Regions from separate parts of the Drosophila melanogaster genome. Here region 1 is linked to region 2. Evidence: chromatin contacts called from public HiChIP or PLAC-seq data. All regions are on one chromosome and are shown on one strand. The core of a region is the stretch at or near the end of the contact, and the rest is flanking DNA. Distances in the headings are between cores, read along the strand shown.

Region 1 (2,795 bases), core at 160-2,659, 79 kb after region 2:
CAGAACTTATCATTAGTATCGCTTTTCAGCGCAGCCGTGCCGCATGCCGAATGAAACCATCTCTCAAATGGCACAGTAAACAGAAGCGGGATAGGAATAAGAATGGCAGAATGAGTACCGCGAAAGGAATAGGGATACGTGATCCTGGCGCACGTAAACATGTAATAATTACTTTGTTCTAGGTGTTTTCAACTCACTTTACTCCGCTAAAAGTTGCGGCGAAACTTTTCAAGCAGAACAAGTTGAGCGGACACTGCGAAAAAAGACTTCAGAGTTAAAGGAGCGTTTCGATTCCGAAGCTTTGATTAGAAAGTACTAGACTAGGTGTATATACGACCATGGTTTTGAAATAATGAAATCGTACATTGTATATATCCAAATAGCATTGTTTTTCTTCTCCCAGTGTATAAAGAAGGCGAGTCCTGGCCTGACCCTGTTAAGCGAGTATTAGTGGAAATTTAATATTGCAATTAATACAGCAACAAAGTGTGCATCGCATATTAATAAGTTAGTTTGTCGCTAGTTTGAGTGAGTGCCCGAGTTGGTCTCGGGCTTTGGCCTCTGCTCACATGCTCACATGCTCCTGCCAGACTCTTTAGTTTGGCAGTTTGCTAGTTTCCTGGTGTGCTAGTGAGCTCGTGTGCTCGGTGGATTAGTACACTGGAGGGCAAACATTTTGCGCTCGTAAAAGCCAAAGTTACAACCTCGCTAGTTGGCTTAGGGGGTTGAAGGGCCCGCTTGCTTTTAATGTTCTCCTCCGTCAGTCACTCATTCCGTCGCACACATTCAATATTCATATTCATATGCTCGTGGTCGCCGCATTTAAGCTTTTAATGATTTCCAAAAAGTTCGGTTCGAAATAAAGGGAAAGCTGGAAGCGCCATCGGTTGCTAAAACTTTCCTCCTAATGCGCTTAGCGGTGGACGTTTAACTGCAAACTTAATTCGGAGCTACACACATTTTTACTATTTTTTTAAGGATCTTTTCCCACGCGCCGCGTTGTTATTTAGAAGAAATTCTGGTATTTTTTATGGCTGCGAACGGGCGACAAAAACTATTTGTGCAAACAACAAAGAAAACTTGCGCTCACAAAAAGGAAAATCATCATCAGTTGCCGGAGGAGCGCGACCAGAAGCAGAAGCAGAAAGAGGAGCAGCGGCAGCAACTACAAAAGCGCAACAAAAGCAATTTAAATTTAGCCAGCGGCATAGCTGAGTGCTGAACAGTGCTAAGTTGTCCGAGCGAATAAATTTCATTTCATTGCCGAGCGCGAAACGTTTTAGTCATAACTTTTTAATTTGTTTGTCAGCGACAGGCGAATAGCAACGACAAGCCAAGGCACAGTGAAGCAGCGAAGAAATAAACCTGTTTCAACAAACATAGTTTACATTTTCCATAAAGTGCCTCACTTTACCCCTGCGACAGTCCACAATAATCTTAGCATATGTTGCGGACTCCCAGATTAGCGCAATCACAAGAGAACTCATCAGTAGAAATGAAATTTCGTCAGTACCAAAAAGTGTGCTACGAAAATCGATTGAGGGCCGGATAAATCATAACAATGCTTAGGCAATATATCCCGTCCCCCTCCAGGACCCACCCACCCCCTTGCCCACCGGTGAGTCGGCTCCAGCTTTTATCAATGCAAAAATTCTTGGTGTACATGTCTCTGGGGTTGATTTATCTATTTACTCGGCAGCCTCGTCATCAGGGATCCCAGAGATAGGACGGGCGGAAAACGGACTCCCTTTTCTAGCTGTCAATATTTAAAACGTTGTCCTGTTTCTGAGCACGCAGCTGCTGTCCCCTTCCCGCTATCCTACTGCTGTAACGCTGCGTGCTTAACAAGAGTTTATTGAATTTTATTTTCTCATCTCAATTTGATGCAAGCACGAAGCACTCCCTTTTCGGTCTGCCCTCACTTATTTTGGGCAACATATTGCCTGTCCCACTTCTTGACATAATTTTTTGGGGAAAAGAGAACTTTGTCTCCGGTGCATTTAAATTTCAAATTGTTTTCGTACCGGACGATCCCCAACAGAGGAAGATAATTGAAATTTTGTAGTTAAAAAATACTTTTTACGCAGCATAGTCGTAAATCGCTTATTACAACAAATGTTATGTATTTTAACGCACAGCGAAAACTTTTTTCCGGATCGGAGTCAAGTTTTTCGATTACGGATTAATGTAATTTTTTTTTTCATTTATTTATATACATATATATACTTTTTTTTAGCATGTTGACCCCTCCCAGAGCTCATCTAGTTTGTTTGACTTGTCGGCCCGGCTTGAAAGTTTGATGAATTTTTAAATTTAAAAAGTTTATTTGTGCGTTCGTAAGTTTGCCGAGGGCCGCCAGTTCTGCGGATTATTAATAGAAGTGCAGGCTGACTGACTTCAACACTTCAAAGCGAGTTAGTTGATGAGGTCGTGCCACTTTCGAGCGCTTTTCCCACGAACTTGCCGCCGCCCAGCTTGTTTATTCAAATCCCCAAGCACACTTCCTAATTTCAACCATTTTCTATTAGCCCTCGCTGCAGAATCTTTCATGTTTCATTGTCAATATCTTTATTTATCGTGCGGTTTGCAGGATTTTTTCGCGGTCTTTATTACCACCTTGGGGTTGTTTTCGTGTGCCTTGGTTTCCAAGCTGTTTGCTCAGTCAGTTATCTGCCTTTATCTCCAGCGACAAAAATATTTGCAACATTGGGCCGTAGGTGGAATAAGAGTGAAAACACTTTTATGAGCCATATAAATAAATATAAATAAATTAAAATACAACTGTATTTCGTTAT
Region 2 (2,911 bases), core at 109-2,608:
AGTGTATCCGTATTAAATTCACTGATGCTAGTTTTCTTTGTTAGTTATGTTTTAAACGTTTACCTTTTTACTATAAAGTAGGAACTTCTGCCTGTTATGAACTTTTATGATTTACTAAGTGGTCTCAAAAATGCTGTGGAAAACAATTAGGGCAAAAGCATCATGTGAAGCACATACAGATTTAGCTAACTATAGGTAAAGGTAATGTATAGTATACTCGTTTTCTAAGTTGGTCTAATTTTACGAACCAAAAAAAAAAACCATAAACATACGTTTTTGATTCGTGTTATTTGAATTCGCCATAAACAACATATTATCTGCTTACAAAGGATATCTCAACTGAAGCTGAGCGACAAAAAGATAATTACTCTGTATAAAAAAACAACAAAGACAAACTGCTATTCTGTACAAATGAATATTAACATCTCTGCTTAATGTTGTATTATCGTCTGTCTCTTCTAATATTCCGAAAAATTTCCCTATGCTTCCATCTATGACTTCAGCGTATGCTTACTTCTTAAATAAATAATTTTTTTTTTTTACTTTTGCCGAACTAACAATTTGTAGCAAACACTGCTTCTATAATGCATCCCTTTTGTGTATTTGGACAATACTGAAAAATAACGGTCTCAAGTAAGGCGGAAATAACATAAATTAAGGGATCTACACAACAAAAGGTGGGGTCTAAATAAACTTTTCATGTGTCAAAAAATGCTGATATGTTTCTGTTCATGTCAAATATGTTGTGCATGTAGTTCCGTAACTCAAAACTGTTTCTCTCCCATCTTTACGTTGACTTGATTGTAGTTTGTGATTAGTTTTAACTCTGGTATTCCATGTTTAGTCAATCGGTATATCTCTAATAATGTGCTGCGTTCTCGTCGACACTAATGTATAGTTATACCTACAATTACATATAGTACAATACACATATATCTGTTTTCATTTAACTGTTAAAGTAGCACATAGATAAGCCTGCGTGTGTTATACCACACACACATGGCACACATGGCTCACAACATTCGAACATGTGCTCTCCTTGTATATATGTAACTTTCGATTAGTCTTCGCTTTTTGTTTCACTATGAATTACGGTAAAATTTCTTCTTGCAACTATTAATGTACAACATAAAACTGTTGGCTTTTCTAAGACCTCATCACTAATTATTCCGATTGAATTATGTTACTTCCTGCGATTAAGCCGTTCAAGATCACATTGGTTTCGACATTTTGACTTCGGCCAATGCAACTCGTTCTTATTTGATTCTGTTTGTTTAATCGGTTCTTCAATACGAGACTTCAGTTTAAGTGTAAATTAATTGTTAGTCGTTTCTCTACATGGTAAAGTAATACTTTTTGTGTACTGTTTGTCAATTAGCATTGCCTACTTTGCGCATCTGACTTCTCGCCTCCGACTTCGCAATTTGTTACTGTATCTGGATTGAATGTATATTTATGATAGTATTTGATTTATATTCTCTATTAAGTATATTAATTCGTATGCTGCTCGGTGTCGTGTTTACTATCAACATTTGCACGCAGTAGCGCCTTTGTATCTATATTATCGTTGGGCTAAATATTTGATTACTCTTTGAACGCTGCATACCAACGATCAGCAAGGACACCGATCTGATCCCCGTCCTTAACCTTTGCTGATTGTTTAGTAGAAGTGGTTGTTGTGAAAGGGTCCAACTGGAATCGTTAACGTATTCTGGGTAGCTTCGGCTCTATGCAGTTGTAGAAGTAAGTTCGCTAAATACTTTTATGAAATTTTGATTTGTCAAGAGTTCTCGTATGAAATTCTAGCAGTCGTGGGTCTGATATAGATTTATATCATTTCGCTTCATTTTGCTTAGATGCTCTAACAAAACGTGTAAATTGTTTATATATAAATATATTATAGATAGACATAGATCATATATAGGTAGGATAAATAGATTTAAGGTTAAGATTATTTGGAGAGCTAGTTGCAGTATGCACATGAAACGCTAGAGTTGGCTTTAAAATGTTCGCTAAGCGTTCTGTGTTATATGAAAAAGTAGGTAGTCATTGTCGACTTTTTCTAGTGAGCTGATTTAAACAAATTTTTTCTGACGTGATCCGCTTGCCCACTTCGGTCATATTTCTGTATTGCCTGCGCGTTTGTTTATAACTGTAAATATAGTGTTATAATAAATATTACATTTTACAATATTTTACTGTTGCTTTTCGTACACGTTTTCGTTTAGATATACTCATTTAATTTTTTCCGTTTTTGTTAATTTTGTATTGTAATTTAATTGTTTCCACTGTGTCTGTATTAATTTTAAATTACGATCACTTCTACTCATGCTTACGATCTAAATTCATATCATGTAAGTTACATTTAGTTGATTCTTTAACCATTTCTGTATTTTGCATTTTATTACTTCATCTCATTTCCTTTGTTCTTTGCTCCAACATACAAATAATTTCACTTTCTAAATATATATAAACTTCCATATTTGTTCGCTTCTGTGTGTGTTGTCCGTTGTGAGGTCCTTGTAAAATTATCAAAAAATCTTTCAGTTTTCTTGCTAAAACACGTATGTCTTTCGTTACCAGTACGTCTATGATAATATATTATTACCTTTTGTGTTTTGATACATACTTTAAGATTATACTTTTTAGCTTAAAATTGGTTTAATTTCCTGTTTCCTGTTTTTTGTAGTTCAATACATACATGTCGGTTTTGTATAATTTGCGCTAGTTTAACAACATTTACATATACATACACACAAAAGGTTTACGTACGCGTTGATTTAACTGCCTTTAAAATTATTATTTTCCCGTTAGTCTAAACAAACGGACGTGCCAAGGATATATCTTTGCATTGTCCAAATTATTGATTTATATAGGTTTATTAAAATTAATACAATTTTCTTAAATTCCA

What was found. HiChIP or PLAC-seq counts read pairs in DNA pulled down with a chosen protein or histone mark.
Region 1: a contact with region 2 is called in a Psq HiChIP or PLAC-seq map of the Kc167 cell line, with 4 times the contacts expected there. The contact joins two enhancer-like sites. A contact is called at or near these places in 15 of 107 Hi-C or Micro-C datasets (the S2 cell line, cellular blastoderm embryo, embryo and 7 more) and 2 of 6 datasets of contacts at active chromatin or transcription factors (both in the Kc167 cell line).

What each region holds. Positions count from the first base shown.
Region 1 is chr3R:31,927,177-31,929,971 of dm6, forward strand. All of the region lies in intron 4 of heph (hephaestus), which reads right to left. Among named protein-coding and RNA genes, the nearest start is that of CG2003, 50 kb to the right of the region's middle. Within about 2 kb of position 1,410, at least 30 of the 39 cell types and tissues checked have an H3K27ac peak or open chromatin away from gene starts, as enhancers often do. A contact at or near this core is called in the Kc167 cell line, the S2 cell line and gastrula embryo, where this site is marked.
Region 2 is chr3R:31,848,028-31,850,938 of dm6, forward strand. It overlaps a transcript of heph not described here. Among named protein-coding and RNA genes, the nearest start is that of RhoGAP100F, 37 kb to the left of the region's middle. Within about 2 kb of position 1,359, at least 4 of the 39 cell types and tissues checked have an H3K27ac peak or open chromatin away from gene starts, as enhancers often do. A contact at or near this core is called in the Kc167 cell line, the S2 cell line and gastrula embryo, where this site is marked.